2 separate regions of the Rattus norvegicus genome follow, and region 2 is linked to region 1. Evidence: chromatin contacts called from public Hi-C data. All regions are on one chromosome and are shown on one strand. Each heading gives the region's core, a stretch centred on a gene start, on an enhancer-like site or on the middle of the called end of the contact. The rest is flanking DNA. Distances are from core to core; before and after follow the strand shown.

Region 1 (4,650 bases), core at 1,179-3,678:
ACTTGTCCACAGATTCATGAGCTCGGGAGAGCTAGCCTTTCCCCTCACCAGCTACAACACTCAGGAGAGTGGGCCCTGCTCCTTACCTGGACAGCACAGCAGGCAAGTCAGCCCCAAGACTAAGAGAATGGGTGACCTGGCCCAGGCCATTCCAGGCTGCAGCACTTGGGAGAGCTGGCCTAGCACCTTGATTGTGCAGCACAGCAGGAGAGCTGACCCTGCCTTCTACATAAGTCAGACCTGGGTGGCCTAGCTGGAGCAGTGCTGGAGAGCTCCCCCTGGTGGTGAGGGTAAGGGAGAGCCACAGGGTTGGTTGCTCTAGTTCATCAGCTACTACCCAAGCCCAGATCCAGGGCTCTGAGTTGGTCCACCCCCAAATCTGTATCATCTGTGAATGGTTGAGATTCGTGAAAGAACCAGTCCCCACTGTTCCAGAGCTTCAGGGTCCCCATGACACAGGGCAACAACAGGATAACCAGGAGGATCCACTATTGATTGTGTCACAGAAGGCAAAGATCTCAAACCATACCATTGACTCATTCATTGCAACGAAGAGATTTGTGGACAGAGAGATACACTGTGGGACACATTGTGACATACTACAGCTTCCACAACGAGATGTTTTCTAGGTTTTGTTTTTATTGTGAGTGAGTGCTTTATTTGGTCACAGCGGAGGCTACAAGAGAGATGGACAGATATTAGGGGACGGGCAGATGCGTGAGACACAGGTACGTGATGTGAAACTCACTACAAATCAATATAAAGTTAAAAAGAACGGAACAGAACAGAACAGAGCGGGAGACCTGGTGGTAGTTTTTCCTTCCTCTCTCTCTCCCTCCAACCTGGGAGAAGCAGGCCCAGCCACACAGCCTCATGAGGTCACAGGAGATGCGTTGTCTGAGAGCCCTCTCCCCTACCCCAATCCAGGATGCCCACCTGTCCAAACTGGCTCTCTTGCTGCAGTAAAGGGCCCACCGGGGAGGCAACAGTACAAGGATTCTCTCACTTCTTTGCTGTGTTGTCACCCCCTGTGAAAAATCACCGGCTATGACATCCTGGTGATCAGAAAAGTGTTCTGAAACACGAGTCCTATTTTTTAGTGATTTCCCACATTCTGCTGAAAATCCTTTAGTTGATTCCCACTGAGATGCCAATAAACGGTAGAGTACGCTTTCTCTGTCCAGCCTCCTCTCAGCCTTCCGTTTATATTTCAGTTCCTTTTTCTTAAAAAAATTTTTTTATTTATATGAGTACACCGTATCTGTCTTCAGACATGCCAGAAGAGGGCATCAGATCCCATTACAGACGTTTGTCAGCCACCATGTGGTTGCTGGGATTTGAACTCAGGACCTCTGGAAGAGCGGTCAGTGCTCTTAACCGCTGAGCCGTCTCTCCTGCCCCATATTTCAGTTCTTAGTGTCATTGGAATACACTCATCTTAAAAGAGAGGACCTTTGGGCTGGGGATTTAGCTCAGTGGTAGAGCGCTTACCTAGGAAGCGCAAGGCCCTGGGTTCGGTCCCCAGCTCCGGGGGGAAAAAAAAAAAAAAAAAAAAAGAGAGAGAGAGGACCTTTGATCTCTTAGCTTCCAAGTAGCCTTAGATTGTGCAATCGCCATTTCGATGAGCTAGAAGCCATCCAGATAAACTCAGGGTTACAGCTGGTCACAACAGAGCTCTGAAACTTCTAGTTACTATGAGAGAGACATGCGGGCCTATATAGAAGGCCTGAGTCTGGCTTCCTAGGTAGCGTTAGAGGTAGGATTGCCAGGTAAAATACAGAACACCCAGTTAAATTTGAACGTGTGTGTGTGTGTGTGTGTGTGTGTGTGTGTGTGTGTGTGTGTGTATGCGCGCGCGCGCAATGTCTGGCATATTTCTAAGCAAAGACATTACTTCTTTATCTGCAATTCAAGTTTAACAGGGTGTCCTGCATTTTATTTGGTAACTCCGGCAACCCTACCCTAGCAAACCATTCCTTGGACTTGGGAAGTCCCTCCCTCCCTGAATGGGAACAGTGCTGAGACACTTGGCCTGGACGTCCTTAGGCCCTGCACCGCCTGCTTCTCGGGGTTCTCTTTCCACTCGGAGAAGCAGTGAGTGACTAGAGAGGTCCTTTTGTCCAGGACACTGATTTAACATTTAAAAACATAAATGAGAGTGTCAGAGCTGAAAAGCACATTTAAACTCCACTTTGTGGAATCAGAAGTGGGAGGCAGCGAATTCGGCTTCAGGGAACCGCTCAACACTGCACCCAAACCCCGCAGAGTTCCGTTTTCTTGACGTCACTTCCGTTCCCAAGAAACGTCGAGCCATGTGCTCTTGCGCCCTCTGCCGGTCGGGAGGAGGAATCGACTTTACCGACTTGACTGCGAACTGCTAACCCATAGGTGGAAAGCCAGAAATGTGCTCGGCAGCCTCTAGGCCACTAAAGGAAACTCGATCCTTCGCCGAGGGCCGGGCTTCCACGGACAACCTGGTACAGCAGCGACATGGGGCGGGGTCGACCTGGTGTCGGCCGACTCAGAAATGCCTGGGACCCAGGCCCCTCAGCAAGTGGCCCTCTGGTCCATCAGCTACCCTTGCCTTCCAGAGCCTTCCAGAGTCGAGAACCGCAAAGCAGTGTGGATGTTCTCTGCTAAGTTCCTGCAGAAAACTGGAGGTTTTGAATGAATTCTCCATTTCCAAGCGATGATACTGGGCATTTAAAAAAGAAGAATGCCGGGGCTGGGGATTTAGCTCAGTGGTAGAGCGCTTACCTAGGAAGCGCAAGGCCCTGGGTTCGGTCCCCAGCTCCGAAAAAAAGAACCAAAAAAAAAAAAAAAAAAAAAAAGAATGCCTACTGTCAGGCCTGCCTTGGCCTGCCTTTGCCCTTAATTTGCATTATTTCGTTTTACCCATGCAACCCCGTGGAGTGAATTTTATGACAAAGATTCGCACCCTCACTGCCTGTGTCGTAATCTTAATTTTACCATTTATCAGCAGCGTCTCGCAGTGTAAATTACTCTATGCCACCATTACTGTATCTGTAAAAAGGATATATAGTACCTGCTTTATATGTTGGTAAATTAACATATTTAAAACGTATGGAACGGTCCCTGGTGTGTGCTAACCATCAGTGACTACTTGAATCATTTACACTTACAAATGAGGCAACAGAATCGTAAATATGAAGTAACATGTCTAAGAACAGACAGTAACTAGAGGAACAGGTTAGGAAGCCTCTTTCTTCTGTTTCTTCCTGCATGTGCAGGCAGATGGTGATGGGCATAAGTGCTTTTATTTATTTTATTTTTTGTGTGTATTGACTTAGTATCACCCTATCACAAAAGGCTGTTCTCTAGACATTTTAATAACACTATTGGAGATGGCGAGGGTCTTGTATACACCAGACCAGGGGCGCCAGGTTTCTGTAGGAAATGGGAACAGGTGGCTCCAAAATGTACCTCTGGCTAAATCCCTGAACATTTTTTTTCCTCCATCTTTATTAACTTGAGTATTTCTTATTTACATTTCAATTGTTATTCCCTTTCCCGGTTTCCAGGCCAACATCCTCTAACCCCTCCCCCTCCCCTCTATATGGGTGTTCCCCTCCCCATCCTACCCCCCATTACCGCCCTCCCCACAACAATCCCGTTCACTGGGGGTTCAGTCTTGGCAGGAACAAGGGCTTCCCCTTCCACTGGTGCTCTTACTAGGCTATTCATTGCTACCTATGAGGTTGGAGCCCAGGGTTAGCCAGAACATGTTAAATGTTCAATCCCATGACATATTCAAGTGGAGAGAGTTTTAATTTGGTTTGCTCAGGTTTGTTTTAGAGAAAAGCAAGATCTCCAAAGGATGCCTAACTAAAAAAAAAACACAATGGCCTGTGCAGTCCAGAACAAACTTGCTAAGAGGCAGTGGCATTTCATGGGAATGGCGTGTGACAGGAATAGTGGCATGATAGTTCCAAGTCCTTGGGAGCTTGGGGGTGGAACGGAAGGCGAGACTGGGCTGGAGGGTGGGGGCTTATTAGGAAAGAGTGTGTTCTGGCTGTACAAGTGAGTCATCAGAGTTTCTCAAGAGGGGAGAGAAGATGTCATCTGTACACTTTAGGAGGCCTGAAGAGGAGGTGTCAGGCCGTCGCTAAGATTGTTCTCAATGATCCTGCATTCCTGAATGCACATCCTGGTCCAATCCTCTCTCCTAGAGTAGGGCTTAGTGATCCCATCTCTATGACCAGAGTATGTTAGAAGCGATGGCATCAAGACTGATATTAGGTTTCATCTTGGGTACCTACGCTTGCTCGGGGGACGACACCAGCCATGTCCTGAGCTGTGTTGTGGTCAGGTCTGTATGCACAGGAACCGATGACTGACCAATGGCCAGATATGAAGTCTTGTGAGAGTCATCTGAGTGAACCGTGGTGGATCTGTCGCCAGGCTGGGCTTGGGACCATGGCAAATTAGTCTAACAGCTGACTGCAGCCATGTAAGAGGCCGATGGCACCTGTCTAAGCCGTATCCAGGCTCCTGACTCATAAAACCTGGGGTTTTATGTTTTACCTGGTTTCAGGGTAAACATTTCACACCATAGATACTTCTACTGAGATTAGAAGTACAGAGAATGGAGTAAGGTCAAGACCAGAGCAGAGATGACAAAAACTAGAC
Region 2 (4,650 bases), core at 740-3,239, 34 kb before region 1:
GAGCTGGGGACCGAACCCAGGGCCTTGCGCTTCCTAGGTAAGCGCTCTACCACTGAGCTAAATCCCCAGCCCCAACCTTACACTTCTGATCCTCCTGTCTCCACTCCTACTCCTGAATGCTCTGATTACAGGCAAGTACCAACATATCCTGTTTATTTGGTGCTAGAATGCACTGTTAACTGAGCTACATCCTCAGCCCCAGACATACTTCAAACAATAATTAAAAGGCAGTTAAGATTATCTGTAATTAAGATTATCTGTAGATTTCTACCAAATAAAACTTGACAAGTCAGTAGCATTTGTGAGGTACTTATTTTATGCCAAGGGTTTTTCTTCCTTCTTTATTTTATTTTTTTTTAAGATTTATTTATTTATTATATATAAGTACACTGTAGCTGTCTTCAGACTCACCAGAAGAGGGCATCAGATCCCATTACAGATCCATGTGGTTGCTGGGATTTGAACTCAGGACCTCTGGAGAAGCAGTCAGTGCTCCTAACCACTGAGCCATCTCTCCAGCCCCCTTCTTTAAAAAAAAAAAGACTTGCTTTATATGTATGAATGTTTCACTTACATGCATGTGTGCGCCACATTTGTGCTTGGTGACCAGGGAAGCCAGGAGAGGGCATTGGATACCCTAGAACTGAAGTTAGATGGAGTTCACATGTGGGAAGTAGGAATTGAACCTGGTCCTTTGCAAGACCAACAAGTGCTCTTAACCTCTGACCCATCTCTACAACCCTATCAAGGGTTTTCTTAAAATTTGTAAAATTTTTTTTTTCTTTTTTGAGACAGAATTTCTCTGTGGAATCCTGGCAGTAGATCTCCTGTAGAACAGGCTGGCTTTGAACTAAGATTTGCTGGGATTAAAGGCATGTGCCATCACATCCGGCTTAAAACTTGTAAATTCTTAATGTAGTGTACATAACACATATAACAGGACATTAATCATATGTGTATAATTCGAGGAACACACACACACACACACACACACACACACACACACACCTTTAACCAATACCAAACACCCCAAAAAGTTCTACTATGTCCCTTCCCAATCAGTAGCCACAGGCTCAGAGACAAGCAGCATTCTGACTTCTACCGGGAGAACTCTTGAATTAGCTTCTGAGCATCACCGTGTGCACGCTAAGCGCTCTAAGGAGTCCTGCTCTCAGTCTGTGCTTGGAGTGCACAAATCTGAGATGTTTTATCAGGCAAAAAAGTGAAAAGTAGAGGCAGGAATCTCAGCATCCGATATTAAGGCTCAAAAGATGGAGGAAGGGGTCAGACAGAGACAAGAACTCTGAGTCCCATTGCGTTTCGTGGCCAGGGAAGGCTCGACAGAGGAAGACATTACACTGGACTCTGATGGATGAGCAGGAATTTGTGTATAGAAAAGGAGACATGCTTTGAGTCGAAGCCACATTTCACCTGAGTCTGGTGGATTCTGAGAATGAAGAAGGGAGGCATCGCCCCGAGCTTGTGAAGCCTCAAAACCCCTCTCTGAACACATATGAGCTGCCATTTGAGTTGGGAGTTTAAGATGCCTAGGAGAGGCGATAAAGTAAAAGGTCATATTACAAAATAGGACAGCGAGAGGCTTGGGCTCCAAGGAAGAAGCCAGAACTTCACCAGGGGAGGAGCAGGGAACCATCGACTTCAGGCAGGGACAGAAAAGTTTTCCAGAGTCAATTTTTGAGATTCAGGACTCAAGATCCGCGGCTCCGACTACGTAGTCGCCTAGGATTCGAAGGATTTCCCCGCGTGGACCTCTGCGGACACCAGCCAGGCAGCTTGTCTAGCTGCGCAGCTTTGCGGAGTAGCCTCGCAGCGCTGAATGCTTTATGCCCGAATCGACCAATGGGCTGGCGGCACCCGGTTGCCCTGGCTACGGAGCGGACAGGGGCGGGGCCGGAGCACCGGGGCGGGGCTAGGGCGGGGCTTATATAAGCGAGCGGCGGGCGCAAGGCGGGGCGTGGGGTCGGTGGCTGCTGGGCGCGCGGGGCGCAGGCCGCGGGGCCGGAGCCGGGGGGAGCGAGCGAGCGGAGGCGCCGAGGATCCGATTCACTCGCTGGGGAGACCTATGGGCCGAAGCCGTGTAAATGCGTTTTAAGGCGAGTGCAGGAGATGGCTGGGGGGAGCCTTGGGGAGCGGGTGCCCACTAGGCTTTGGGCGCTGACCTGTCCCCTGGTCCCCCTTGCCTCCTCTCAGCAGGGGCCTCGGCTCCGCAACTGCCACTCCTCCTCGGGGTGTTGCACAAGTTTCGAGGTCACCGGCGACCCCCCCTAGCAGCGCGCCTGGCTCTGGCCCCCGCGAAGGAGGACGGGGCTTGGTAAGGAGGCCTGGGGCTGGGGTGCGGGACCCCTGCCCTGCACTCGAGGGAGCGGTCCCGTGGACAGAACCACCGGTGGCTCTTAGAGCATTCTTAGCGTGTCAGAACCAGCCTTTTATAAATGGGGAAACTGACCCAAGGTCATGAAGCAGAGAGCAGACTCGAACTTAATAAGCTCACGGGTTTTGGCCCTTTAGGTAGTCGTGGTCCGGACTGGAGGATTCCTTCAGAAGGAAGGCGACATCCTCACCTAGGTTTCTCAGATCTGTCCACCACACTTTCTTTTCCTTCCAATCCCAAATTTCAGAACTGGAAAAGAACTCCAAAGCAATCCAATTTAACCGATGGGGATAATTGAGGCTCTAGCAGAGACATCATCACCGTTCCCAGCGAACCTCAGCTTCTCAGGCTTGTGCTTGGGGGTGGGGTGGGGTGCAGAGCATGACCGTGTAGGGAAGCTAGGCCCGGGGAGGTGAGGGTGCAGCCTGCTCCCCAGCGGTCTCCTCCATCTCCCTCTCCCCACAGTGTGTTGCATACTTTCTAAGGCGGTGGCCAAGGCAGCCAGCGGTGCTCCAAGGCAGCAGTTTCATCCAGCCCCTGGGCTCCCCCTGCTCAGCATGGCTGGCTACCTCAGTGAATCGGACTTTGTGATGGTGGAGGAGGGCTTCAGCACCCGGGATCTGCTGGAGGAACTCACTCTGGGGGCCTCCCAGGCCACCACGGTGAGGGGATGGAAATGGGTGTGGGTTGATTGCCTGTCCTCTCTCTGTAGGAGACCCCTCGTTCTCTCATTTGGTTTTGGTATTTACTTGATATTTTCTAGACTGCCCCCTTTATCCCCAATTCTTGGTCCTTGCCCGACACCTGCCCTCCCTGTGTTCTCTGCCTTGAGAAAAGAACAGCATCACCACAGTCGCAGCACTCGAGGTGGGAACTTAGGAGTTCCGGCCTTCTGCTCTCTCCCCTCCTACAGGCAGGCGTACCCAGCTCTGTGAAGCTCACCTGTAAGGCTCTCGGAACTTCACCGGAGAATCTCCGCTTGTAGTTGGTCCTTTCTCTCCCAAGCCCCCGGGACCTTCTCCTGGTTCTCTCACGTCCCGCAACTCTCCTCCAAAACAGAATCCTACAACAGCTCCCCACTGCTCTGTACCCACAGCCACACTTCTGGCTCCATACTCCCAGGCTTGTGCTCTGAGAGTTGCGGCGTGTGTGAGGCTGTTTCGCTGTGCCTTTGCAGGGCTGTGCCCTCGGGGCACTTCCTCTCCTTTACCTGTCTTCCGTGTTCCCTCCCACCACCGTTCCCCTTTTCCAGATTTGCTTCTGGCTAGTTCTGTAATCTCTGCCTCCGTGGCCACTAACCTATTTTGTAGAGAGTCCCATCTGGCATTTATTAAAGGGAAGTGTAATTAGGTAAGGGCTACTCTCTTCAGTTCCAAGCCCTTTCCAGGTTTTTGGCCTTTCCTCTCTCTTAATTATTATGTTGGACACCAAGTGGGTATTTATTAAAAGAAAAAAAAGTTGCATGGGAAAACGAGTCCCAGGGAGGGTTTACCTCAGTCTCATCCATGTCTGTGAAGACCAGGCAAATGGGATAGGCACCTGTGTGACAGCGGCAGTGGGCTGTGAGCCACGGTATTTGCCTTTTGTGGAGCACACCCCTGTATGTACAGGTCTGCTGCTTTAAAAGGACGTGCAGAATGCGGCCAGAACATTAAAAGTTATGGATTAAAATCTATTATGCAGAACACATATATGTTATATATAACTATATAACTATATATGACTATATAACTCTATATTTAGGCTGAATGACAGGAGATTGAGAATTTGCCAGACCCAACAGAGGGCATGGTGGGAACACAGGCTTGGGGGGGGGGGGATGGGAAAGACAGACAGTTGGCTTTGGCTGGACTGAAAGGAGGGACTGGAGCTGGTCACACAGCCTTAAGTGTCAGTCCTAGATTGCCTTCCGTCCTGGAGGACATGGGAGCCTCAGAAAGCGACAGCAGGGTACTGGTGTCCAGTCTCCGGAAGGATTGTAGACAGCATGCCCAGGGAGGGAGCTGGGTCTCACATCCGTTCGCCTCTTGCTGTGCAGGGCAAGGTGGCTGCCTTCTTCGTGGCCGACCTGGGTGCTGTAGTGAGGAAGCACTTCTGCTTTCTGAAGTACCTGCCTCGAGTCCGGCCTTTTTATGCTGTCAGGTGCAACAGCAGTCTTGGCGTGCTGAAGGTCCTGGCCGAGCTGGGACTGGGCTTCAGCTGTGCCAGCAAGGTGAGCCCTCTGTCCCTCCCGCACACTTAGCCTTCACGCTCACCAA

Evidence for each region. Hi-C and Micro-C count contacts between places; a contact is called where the count stands out from the background.
Region 2: a contact with region 1 is called in a Hi-C map of Schwann cells, with 1.6 times the contacts expected there. The contact joins the promoter of Azin2 here to the enhancer-like site in region 1. A contact is called at or near these places in 2 of 12 Hi-C or Micro-C datasets (Schwann cells and liver).

The regions. Positions count from the first base shown.
Region 1 is chr5:146,558,734-146,563,383 of GRCr8, reverse strand. No RefSeq gene overlaps it. Among named protein-coding and RNA genes, the nearest start is that of Azin2, 34 kb to the left of the region's middle. Within about 2 kb of position 2,428, at least 32 of the 93 cell types and tissues checked have an H3K27ac peak or open chromatin away from gene starts, as enhancers often do. A contact at or near this core is called in Schwann cells and liver, where this site is marked.
Region 2 is chr5:146,592,116-146,596,765 of GRCr8, reverse strand. It overlaps Azin2 (antizyme inhibitor 2), which reads left to right and starts at 1,989. Exons shown (of 11, transcript NM_001014261.3): 1 at 1,989-2,114; 2 at 2,212-2,332; 3 at 2,858-3,054; 4 at 4,431-4,604. The coding sequence starts at 2,950.